Linked DNA regions of Mus musculus: regions 1 and 3 are each linked to region 2. Evidence: chromatin contacts called from public Hi-C data. All regions are on one chromosome and are shown on one strand. The core of a region is the stretch at or near the end of the contact, and the rest is flanking DNA. Distances in the headings are between cores, read along the strand shown. Region 1 overlaps Fbxl17 (F-box and leucine-rich repeat protein 17). Region 2 overlaps Fbxl17 (F-box and leucine-rich repeat protein 17). Region 3 overlaps Fbxl17 (F-box and leucine-rich repeat protein 17).

Evidence for each region. Hi-C and Micro-C count contacts between places; a contact is called where the count stands out from the background.
Region 1: a contact with region 2 is called in a Hi-C map of the N1E-115 cell line, with 4 times the contacts expected there. The contact joins two enhancer-like sites. A contact is called at or near these places in 3 of 484 Hi-C or Micro-C datasets (the N1E-115 cell line, female germline stem cells and spermatogonial stem cells) and 1 of 115 datasets of contacts at active chromatin or transcription factors (embryonic stem cells).
Region 3: a Hi-C map of the HPC-7 cell line shows a contact between it and region 2, with 1.5 times the contacts expected there. The contact joins two enhancer-like sites. A contact is called at or near these places in 1 of 15 datasets of contacts at CTCF or cohesin (the NIH/3T3 cell line) and 1 of 484 Hi-C or Micro-C datasets (the HPC-7 cell line).

Annotation. Positions count from the first base shown.
Region 1 is chr17:63,043,108-63,046,622 of GRCm38.p6, reverse strand. It overlaps Fbxl17 (F-box and leucine-rich repeat protein 17), which reads left to right. Exons shown (of 9, transcript NM_015794.1): 9 at 1-674. Gm34324 (a long non-coding RNA gene) reads right to left here. Exons shown (of 5, transcript XR_876901.3): 2 at 3,218-3,331; 3 at 2,553-2,644; 4 at 1,807-1,910; 5 at 656-967. Among named protein-coding and RNA genes, the nearest start is that of Gm34324, 4.9 kb to the right of the region's middle. Within about 2 kb of position 1,357, at least 4 of the 459 cell types and tissues checked have an H3K27ac peak or open chromatin away from gene starts, as enhancers often do. A contact at or near this core is called in the N1E-115 cell line, where this site is marked.
Region 2 is chr17:63,265,764-63,269,444 of GRCm38.p6, reverse strand. All of the region lies in intron 6 of Fbxl17 (F-box and leucine-rich repeat protein 17), which reads left to right. Among named protein-coding and RNA genes, the nearest start is that of Gm41607, 30 kb to the left of the region's middle. Within about 2 kb of position 1,519, at least 21 of the 459 cell types and tissues checked have an H3K27ac peak or open chromatin away from gene starts, as enhancers often do. A contact at or near this core is called in the HPC-7 cell line and the N1E-115 cell line, where this site is marked.
Region 3 is chr17:63,091,591-63,095,027 of GRCm38.p6, reverse strand. The region is part of intron 7 of Fbxl17 (F-box and leucine-rich repeat protein 17); the gene reads left to right. Among named protein-coding and RNA genes, the nearest start is that of Gm34324, 53 kb to the right of the region's middle. Within about 2 kb of position 1,702, at least 35 of the 459 cell types and tissues checked have an H3K27ac peak or open chromatin away from gene starts, as enhancers often do. A contact at or near this core is called in the HPC-7 cell line, where this site is marked.

The DNA.
Region 1 (3,515 bases), core at 108-2,607, 220 kb after region 2:
GACAGTGTGATTTAGAGATGCAAAGGGAGGTATTAAGAGTTGGGCTTTGCATCCTTAATCTACAGCTTCCCTGAGCACCAGACACAAACTTGGCTTCAGTTCCCAGATTGGAGTTTCTTCCCCCCCCGGGGGGGAGGGGGGCTTTTCACAATCTTCGGGTGATCTGGACCTTAAAGCCACTGCCTCTACCATCTATCTCTACATCATCTTACCTTAGCCTATGGTTCTTCTTCCCCAAGCTGACACTCCCAAATTGGTAACTCTTGGCACATGATCTTCATCTTCTTGTGCCCATTCATTTTAGGCTGTATGATGTACTCGGTGACTGTCACCTTTTTGACACCTGAAGCTGTGATTTGAGACTTCTTGTACAACTGTCAGAGTGTTTGGGCCTTCTGTCCTGACTACTGGGTCAGGAGGAAAGGGTGTCCCACCCCTGTGATGTATTCCAGAATAGATCCCAAGTTCTCCCAGTCTGCATTTCAGATCATGCCCTCTTATTCCCCAGTCACAACAAATTGCCTCTGGTTAATTTGAGAAATGTCTGTATTTGGTGTTTCTGTAATTTTATTTTGTGTTTCAGTTGAGTAAGTGTTGCTGAATATCTGTAGAATGTGTGATAATTTTTGTAAAAAAAAAAAAAACTCAATAAAAGAAACATTACCATAGAAAAATATTTCATGTTGTGTAAAACACTTGGCTGAGAAAATGTTTTAATGTATTATATCAAAATTCCTCAGAGTCTTAACAGTTTCGAATACAGGAAAGAGCTCCATTTGGCACTGAAGGAGCCCCAACTAAACATTGCCAGGATGGGAGAAGGGCATGGGGTGGGTGTAGGGAGCCTGGATCAGAAAAATAGTTGACTTTCAGGAATCTTTGCTTCATTGATCAGAAGCCGCTCTTCAGTGGAACCAGCACTCGTCCATCTGTCTCCGTACTCCGTAACACTCATTCTTCCCGGTTCCTTAGGAAACACATTGATGAGTAATACATCTAACCTGCCTTCCTGTGGCTTCCAAGCTAGCGAAGGACTGCATACAGGGACATCAATTTATCTGGTCATCTAAATGAGGGCTGGTGGGAGGCAGGCGCTGTGCAGGATGGCAGGAATAAAGTGAAAACAGACGTGAACTCTGCCCTCGAACTTGGCAGGTCACCGGTGAGAAGGCCTGTTCACAAGGAGCCATGGAATAACGTCAACTATGGTGAGTGCTACCTTTCAGCTTTCAGGAGTTTATATCCAGTATCTCACCGCACCCCATGAGCCCTTTTTCGTGGACTCATGTAAAATGTTAGAGATGCAAAGGTCAGACCGGCCGTCTGTTGCTCACACAGCCAACTGAACTGACCTGTGTCTCATCCCTAGCCCCGCCCCTCGCCTCTCCCCTCTCTCTCCAGCTAGCCTTTCAGACCGCTCCCATAGTAAATGCTCAATTAACAATTTTCACAGGGAATGGGCTGGACCTGCTGTTCGCTGGTTGAATCTTAGGATGCATTCCTTTCCGTCTCATAATTTTATAACCTCCTAACCTTAATCACAACTTGAGCTGCCTCTAACTGCACTATAGAAAGAAACTGAAACAGCATTCCCTCTACAAAAATGGGTACATTTCTCTGTATTAAACTACATGTCAAAGCCTTCCTCTTAGGTGCTACAAAAGGGCAAATCCAGACGACAGACCACAGACATCAGACACATTCTGAGAAAACATTTGCTTATGAAAGGTGGAGACATCTGCCACCAAACTCTACTTCCAACTTTTTTTTTTTTTTCTGCTTTTGCTGATCTTTCCCTTCTCTTACCTGTCACTGGAGGCACTGAGCTGGCAGTCTCTGAGAGCCACTGATCCATGCTGAGACAGAGTCTGTGGCTTGTGGACCATGACTTCTCTCAGTTCACACCAGTCCTATAGCAAAGAAATGAGCGTTACAATAAACTCTAGACTCAGATCGCTGGGGAGAGAAGGAAGCAGACCAGGTAAGTCGTGTTCTGAAAGACCGACTGATGACCCACTGACCTATATAAATGCAACAGCCATCGAGGCAACCCTGGAAGAAGTACCACAGAAAAACCCTAGGATATTAGAGTCTTAATATTCTCTGAAAGAGGCCGTAAGAAAACTGTTCTGGAACTTAAATGCATTGGTTTTTGTTCATTTTTTTTTTGCATAAAAATAACCTAACATTGGAGTAAAAGAAATAGGAAGTATATCAATTTTTAATAAATACAAGCCACAAGATAAATTTAATAAATTATAAATGATAAAATTATTGAAAAATTAAATATTAAACATTCACACATAAAAATGTAGAACATTTATTAATTAGGGCCTTTTTCAGAGTAATCCTTGTGCTCTTGGTGGCCTTGGCTTTCTCAAACAGGCAGCGTTGTAGAACTGCTGGATCTGAATGGTTAGTCACACAAAGGGGAAGATAGTCTTGGTCACTTCTGCAGAGCGATCAGTACAGAGCAGGTCTAATATGGCTTTGGGAAAGGGGCTAGAGAGAGAGACCACAGGGCCAGTGGTATGACTCTCTGGCTTGCATACCTGCAGAATAGGTGAAAAACGCCATCCATTCTGTTTGGATCTCCAAATGTGGGGAAGAGAAGCCATCCTTTGACACATTGTTTTGCAGAAACCTAGAAAGCCCGAGCAGAGATGGCGAGTGGTTTTCAAGGAAGGCAAATTCTAAAGCCAAGTACCCTTATTCTGTGTCTCAGGCTTGAACAACATTGGCATTAAGAACAATAGGGGGGGTGGGCTGGAGAGATGGCTCAGCAGTTCAGAGTACTGACTGCTCTTCCAAAGGTCATGAGTTCAAATCCCAGCAACCACATGGTGGCTCACAACCATCTATAGTTGAGATATGATGTCCTCTTCTGGTGTGTGTGAAGACAGCTACAGTGTACTTATATATAATAAATAAGTCTAAAAAACGAAACAATATATATAAAAATATATATATATATATAAAGAACAATAGGGGGAACAGCAGAAAAGAGGTCAAAAGTCTGTGTTCCTCCTTAGATTGTTGTGGAAACTTCTCTCTTTACTTTGAAACTCACATGCTTATTCCTGTACCCTCCACTTCCCCACACCCTACAGTGTGGAAACATGACTTCCTTTATGCCTTGGGTTGCAGCATCACTGCAGGCTACTCGTGAAGTCACTGTGGCTCTATGTGTCCTCTCAGGTTGTCTGATGGTGCTTACCAGTGTGTGTTCATCTCCTCCTGGGGAGGAGCATGTGGGCCAGTTCTCAGCGTGACTGCCGTCAGCAGAGCCCCTCGATGATGTTGTCACGATGTCAGTCAGCTGTAGCCTCAGCTGCGGAAACCGTATCACTCATCACCGGCCATCCCTTTCAGGGAAGTGGAACAAGACATTCCTAGCCAACATCCACTCCACGGCACCCCACAAAGCAGGGCCTAGCTTTGCTGAGCCTCTATTGCTGGCCAGCTTCCCACAACCAACACTTTCCTACCCTCCTTTGTATAAATCTCTAAGAAAT
Region 2 (3,681 bases), core at 270-2,769:
CATTCCAGCGACCCTCACAGGCAGAGACGGCAGTGATGGCTTCTGTTCCGTGTCTAATTTGGAATAAGCTTACTGGACATAGAACACAAATGGAGCTTTTGGTTTTCAGTTGTTCCGTTCTGAAGTGGGTTGTTCTGCCATTATAGAGCAGTGTTATACCTCAGACACCATAAGGATAGGTAAAATGTGGTGAACTTGCAATCCTCAGACCTGCACTCCTTGTTTGGAGACGTGCCTTGAAGCCTCTTGCATGGCAGTCAAGTCACAGGCTACACTTGAGTAGTGCACTGATTTAGCGCTCAGGTCATGCATGCAGTAGTGGAGCTGGGTCTCAGTGGTGGAACTGAGGAAGTCCTAACGCTTTGAGAGTTTTGGTCTAAGTGTTTGAGTTTCTATGTAATTGCGGCTGCATTTTCACTACTGAGAAACCTCAGCTATTCAGCTTATTAAATAAAATGTTTCAGACATTCTCTATCTGCTTTTTCAGCAAAATTATGGAACATCTAGGGTTTATATATCTGAACTCGTTCTTTGAGGATTGCGTTTTATTTCCAGGAAGGTGCTTCCTTAAAGGAAAGCCACACTGCACGTGCAGGCACGGGGTGGTGAATGCTCTGGGCCTGGATCTCAGTGTTTGGAGGAGTTTATGGTTTGCTCACTCTGGAACTAGTCAGACTTAATTCTCTCAGGCTCCCCTGTGCACATAATAAGGACCAGAGGTAGAGGAAGCTGTCCAAAGCAAGCTCTGTGTTTTAATTAAGTGATGTTAACGTCAATACATCTCTGTTGTTAGAAGTGCTGAGATGTTAGCAGTTGAGGACGGTGTGCCCTAATGGGTTTACCATAACGAGCTCTGTTTGATTTACTCAATAGCTATGACAGGAACACAGGCAGCTGCTTCTCATTCCCTGGCTCCAAAGCAGTTGTAGTGATATGGTACATCCTGATTAAGTCACCTCTGTTGACTTTTCATTTTCTGGACTTTTCTTTCTAAATGTGGTGATGAAAAGGACTCTGGATTTCTCAGCATGAAAAATAAAACTGTAAGTAATAGAGACAGTCTGTTAAATACCTTCTAATAATGAATGTTTCTGAAGACTGCAGTGGTTTTCAAGAGCTTTGTACACTTCTTAGAGATTAGCACTGTCCTCATGAAAACTGTCAGTGCTAATCAAGTCAACACATTTAGGAAATACTTATACTTAAATACCATAACTTCAAAGTATTTTAATTTGATATATATGCCATGTATTCAAACAAACACCTTTAGGACAGTGTGGTGGTTTGAATATGAGTGATCCCCATAGGCTCAGATCTTTGATGGGTTAGGCATCAGGGAATGACAATATTTGAGAAAGATTAGGAGGTGTGGCTTTGTTGGAGAAAGAGTGTGTGTGTGTGTGTGGGGGGGGGGGGTGTTGAGGATTCAGAAACCTGTGCCAGGCACAGTTTCTCTTTACTTTCTTCCAGTGCGACCCCTCCCCCACACCTCCCAATTGTGAATCAGGATGTGGCTGCTTCTCTAACATCCCATTGTGCTTCTGCCTTGAGGATAACGAACTAAACCTCCAAAACTGTAAGCAAGCAAGTTAAATGCTTTCATTTGTAAGCCTTGAATGATCATGGTGTCTCTTCACAGTAGAGCAGTCACTCAGACACCAAAAGGAAGGCACTAACTTAGAGGGGACAGTTTCTGTATGAGACTGTTTCTACAGACCAAGGGAGTGTCCTCTATCTTCAAGATGTTTTTAGGTCCTCAGCACTGTAACCTTATTTTCAGGCATCTGCATGGGGGGAGTTTTAAAAGAACAGTGATCAACATTAGGAGTCACCAGCTCTCATTCTGTCTTCCCCCAGCTGTTAGGGGCATGGCGTCTTTTGAAACGAAGGAGGCAAAGAGACATCTGCTTTACCAGCTGGTTAGTTTAAGAGGAAGAAGAGGTCTGACTTCCTCCCTGGTCAGGCAGATCTCTCACTTGAATTACAGTTTCTGGCTTTCTAATGAAAATGATTCCCATTGTTACTCTTAACTGAGCTTATGTTTCTGCTTCATGCCTGTTGTGGCACAAAACATGTACATGAAAATCTATTAATACATACAATAAAAAGTAGCCTTTAATAATTATTTCCTCCCAAAATTGAAAAGTCCCCTTTGTTTGAAAAGTCCCCTTGTTTTTGCACATGCGCGCACACACACACACACACACACACACCACTCATTTCTCATTATCTTCTTTGACTTAAATATATGTACGTCACATTCATGTTTTCAAAATAAAATATGCATTCTTGTCTAGCCTAGATATAGACATATGCTAACTTGTTAAATTAACTCTAGGTCTCCTAATTAGTTTTTCTCCCTGCTTATAGAAATAAAAATTTTATTTTGAAGAACACAAATTAAAAGAAGAATAATTCATAACATTTTAAAGTTCATCTAGATGACAAAAAATGACTGGCGATCGTTATAGAAATTTGTCCCCCAGTTTATTAACAATTGTCCTTTTGACTTTGGCTGCCTCTAATTCTTTGTATTCATTCTATGAAAGTAAAAGATAGATTTTAGAGTCATTTACCTATGGCAGTATTTTTCCCTCTATTTTTCTTTTACTGAAAATCATTTCTTTTTTCATACAGTATATTCTGATATGGTTTCCCCTCTCACAACTTCTCCAAGTTTCTCCCTCACCTTTTTCCCATTAGAATTTACATCCTTTCTGTCCCTCCTTAGGAAGCAAGCAGGATATATATATATGTGTGTGTGTGTGTAAAATGAGGTTAACGATCTAAATATACCAGAATAGGACCAAACAGAGAGAGGGAGAGAACAAACCAGCCCTAGCAAAACCTTTTGAGACAGAGACCATCAAATGATGTCATTGGGTTTGCTTTACTTCAACCGTCTACTTCTGGGTATGGGGCCTGCTTTTAAGAGTGGTTCCTGTCCCCACTGAGACTCCCATGGAGAAAACTGAGTTTTCATTTGTAGTGATTATTAGTTGGAGGTAGCTTCTGGATTAGGCATGGGGGCTTGTGTTCACTTCTCTCAGTGCTGGGACTTCATCTGGCGCAGGCTTATGAAAGAACTGTGCATGCTGCCACAGTGTCTTTGGTTTCTATGTGCATCATTGATGGTGTGCTTAGACACCCTATTCTCTTCATACCTTCCATCCTCTTAGACTCTTGGCTTCCTTTTCCACAAGGTTTCCTGAACCCAGAGAAGAGGGCTTTGGTGCCATTTAGGACTGAGTGCTCACTCTCTGTATACTGTCCAGTTGTGAGACTCTGTATGTGTTTCCATTTGCTGCAGAAGAAAATTTCACTGATGATGGCTGGTCGAAATACTGACCTATATGTATGTCTATCAACATGAATAGAGCAGAATTCCATTAGGTTTCATTTTGTGGCTGTGTTCTGATAGCAGAACCAAACTGTTTTGTTTTCCCTAAGTCCCTGGCCTATCTGCTCTGAGGTTCTTGGCCAACTGAGCATTGGCAGGGATGAGTTCCCATGAAGTCGGCCTTAAATCCAACCCCATATTGGCTGGTTACTCACAAGTTTTATACCACTAATGCACTAGTATATCATTGTAGATTGAAGAATTTGTAGCTGAGTTGGTGTTTTCTCCTTCCTTAGCAGACTGGGCACCTTCTAGTACTGTGAATGCTATAGTCCATAGGG
Region 3 (3,437 bases), core at 453-2,952, 170 kb after region 2:
GTTCAGCCTGGTACCGAGTCTGGGCCAGTGGTGAAAGAGCACATTGTGACAGGAATGGGTGGCAGAACAAGCTGCTTGTCGTGTTGTTACCCGGAGCCAGTGACAGACAGAGTTAGTCCACCCAGCATGCGGCCCAGCAGAGCACCCTCTGCGCTGTCTCCTTCTAGTAAGTCCTGCTCCTGACATCTGCAGACCCATTCAAACTAGTGCTACCAGCTGGAGACAAAACCTTCCACATATGAGCTGTTTGAAGGGACACCTCATCTCTTAAACACAGCATACATACCCTCTCTCTTTGTTGCATACTCTGTTAATGCTTTTCCAATCTCTTATTCTTTTCCTTTTCCTCTTGTTTTTTAAGCTTACAGTTTGGTCCCTATAATGGGGTGTCTTACTTCTGGAAATGGGCGTTACTGAAAGACAGACATTAGAAAGTAGACTCCCAGTGGCATGCAAATGTTCTGGAAAAAAAATAAGAGAGGAAATCAGAAACAAAAAGAAGACTGATAGTTTAATGTTCTGTTTTCTTCCAGTTCTCCACCAGACCACAAGATCTCAAGTTGAAAGGCTTTGAATTTCATGCTATTTTCTTTGATTTGCTAATGTCAGAGGCATACCCATGAGGAAAAATTTCCAAAATAACGCACATTCCATGGGAGCCCAAGTCACAGATGCTCTGGCTGCAGTGAGGGGCGCGTAGCGGAGCTACACATCCACATTTAGAGGGAGATTATGCTTTTGCCACTGGACCCCAGCATTTGAGAGGTTGAATATTAACACTAGTAAGTGTGCTTGTCCGGAGTGCTCTAGGCTCAGTGAAAACCCACCGATGGGAACACAATGCAGAGGCCTTTGGCTTATGTTCTAGTAAAACTCGGGAACTGCTCTGGCCACAACCCTTTGAGCCTGTCATCTCCTCAAAGACATGTGCAGTCAGCATAGTGGCTGACATCCCTAAGCTGCCCAGTTAGTGTCTTAAAAGCAGAAGAGTGAGTACCACTCTGCAGGATAACAGAACCCCTTCTGGGTGCATATAATTGCAGTGTACATTTTTAGATAAGCAGGTTACAGAATGCTAACAAGCAAGGTCTTTATGCTGTATTGTGATGGGCGGACATGACCAAGGCCAATCTATTCCCTACTCTGGAATTTATATGGAGTGGAGGAAACCAGTGTATTCCCTGCAAAACAACGATACTTAGACAACCATGGACACGAAAAACAACCTGGTAGAAATCCATATAAGAAATTTTAAGTCCAAATGATATGATTTTTTCTATGTATTTATTTATTTAGCATAACTATAAATTAAAACAGGACCTTGTGTGTGTTAAGCAAGCACCATAGCATCGGGCCACACCCACAACCATTAGCTCTTATTTTGTGACAGGGCCTCGCTAGGTTGGCCAAACTGGCTTCAAATTCACCATGTGTCCCAGGCTGCCCCAAACCCATGATTTTGCTTCTCTACTTCCAGAAGCATTAAAGTTGGAGGTGTTTGCCACCACACCCAGCTCTTTTGACATTCTTAAGATCTCCTTTTCTTCCCCCCTACATCCACCATCAACAAATGCTGTGGTTCTCACCCTGGATATCTGCGTCTCACTTCCTGCTTAGAAAACAGCAACAGCCTCCCCCACCCTCTGCAGTCTCTCTGCCTCTCTTCTTACTCCCAGCCCAGAACTCAGAGCAGCTTTGATGATTTGGGGTAATTCCACCACTGCTCTGGCACACACATTCCAACAGGTTCCTATTTCCTTTAGCGCCGAAGCCGATACTGTTAGGTGACCTGCAAGATGATTTTTCTGACTCTTGTCTTTTCATTAACTTGGTGATCTCATCTAGAATGGGCCAGCCTTCCTCCCACCTCGGGGACTTCCTTTGCAATCCTGCCTGTGTGGATGGCTGTCTCTTAAGTATCTGTAAGGCTTGCTCGACCCACCTTCAGGCACTGGTCCCATGTCGCTTACCCTGTGAAGGGTTGGAGCACTCCCAGCCATAGTTCCTCTTTTATTTTCCCCTAACAGAATTGTCACCTGACAAATGGTATGCTCTAGTTAACTTAATATAAGCTGTAGTGAGGCAGGGGATTGGGTCCTTTATTCTTAGTCTCTAAAAGAGTACTTGGCACATAGTAGGCACTCAGGGTAGGTTGAAAGGAACAGCAGTGCTCTCTGTTTTCACTTTGTTTCTGCTTCAGGAAGCACCCAGTATTTGCCTGACCCGTGCATCTGCACAACCTCCGTCCTCCTCGCTGACTGCCTTACGGGGTCACACGAGTGTTTGTAGCTCGTGCCTACTTAGAACTGATGCTCTCTTTAGGGTAGCTAGAAAATTAAGTTCAGAAAGGTAAACTGACATTGAAGCTCTTCTCCATATTAGCACATTAACGTACTCTAAACCTGAATTCAGTTCTCATAAAGTGAAGATATCTAATATAGTGTCAAGATTTTGGAAAGGATATATAATTCTTTTTTTATTTGCTATTTTTTATTAGATATCTTCTTTATATACATTTCAAATTTCAAATGCTATCCCAAAAGTTCCCAATACCCTCCCACCCACTCTGCTCCCCTACCCACCCACTCCCACTTCTTGGCCCTGGCATTCCCCTGTACTGGGGCATATAAAGTTTGCAATACCAAGGGGTCTCTCTTCCCATTGATGGCCGACTAGGCCATCTTCTCCTACATATGCAGCTAGATACACGAGCTCTGGGGATACTGGTTAGTTCATATTGTTGTTCCACCTATAAGGTAGCAGACCCCTTCAGCTCCTTGGGTGCTTTCTCTAGCTTCTCCACTGGGGACCCTGTGTTCCATTAATAGATGACTGTGAGCATCCACTTCTGTATTTGCCAGGGACTGGCATAGCCTCACAAGAGACAGCTATACCAGGGTCCCTTCATCAAAATCTTGCTGGCATATGCAATAGTGTCTGGGTTTGGTGGCTGATTATGGGATGGATCCCCAGGTGGGGTAGTCTCTGAATAGTTCATCCTTTCGTCTTAGCTCCAAACTTTGTCTCTGTAACTCCCTACCGGAAGATCCAGCAATACCTCTCCTGGGCATATACCAAGAAGAAGTTCCAACTGGTAGTAAGAACACATGCTCCACTATGTTCATAGCAGCCTTATTTATAATAGCCAGAAGCTGGAAAGAACTCAGATGTCCCTCAACAGAAGAATGGATACAGAAAATGTGGTACATTTACACAATGGAGTACTACTCAGCTATTAAAAACAATGAATTTATGAAATTCTTGGACAAATGGATGTGTCTGGAGGATATCATCCTTAGTGAGGTAACCCAATCATAAAATAAGTCATTAGATATGTACTCACTGATATGTGGATATTAGCCCAGAAACATAGAACACCCAAGATACAATTTGCAAAACACAAGAAAATCAAAGAGGGAAGACCAATGGGAGAATAT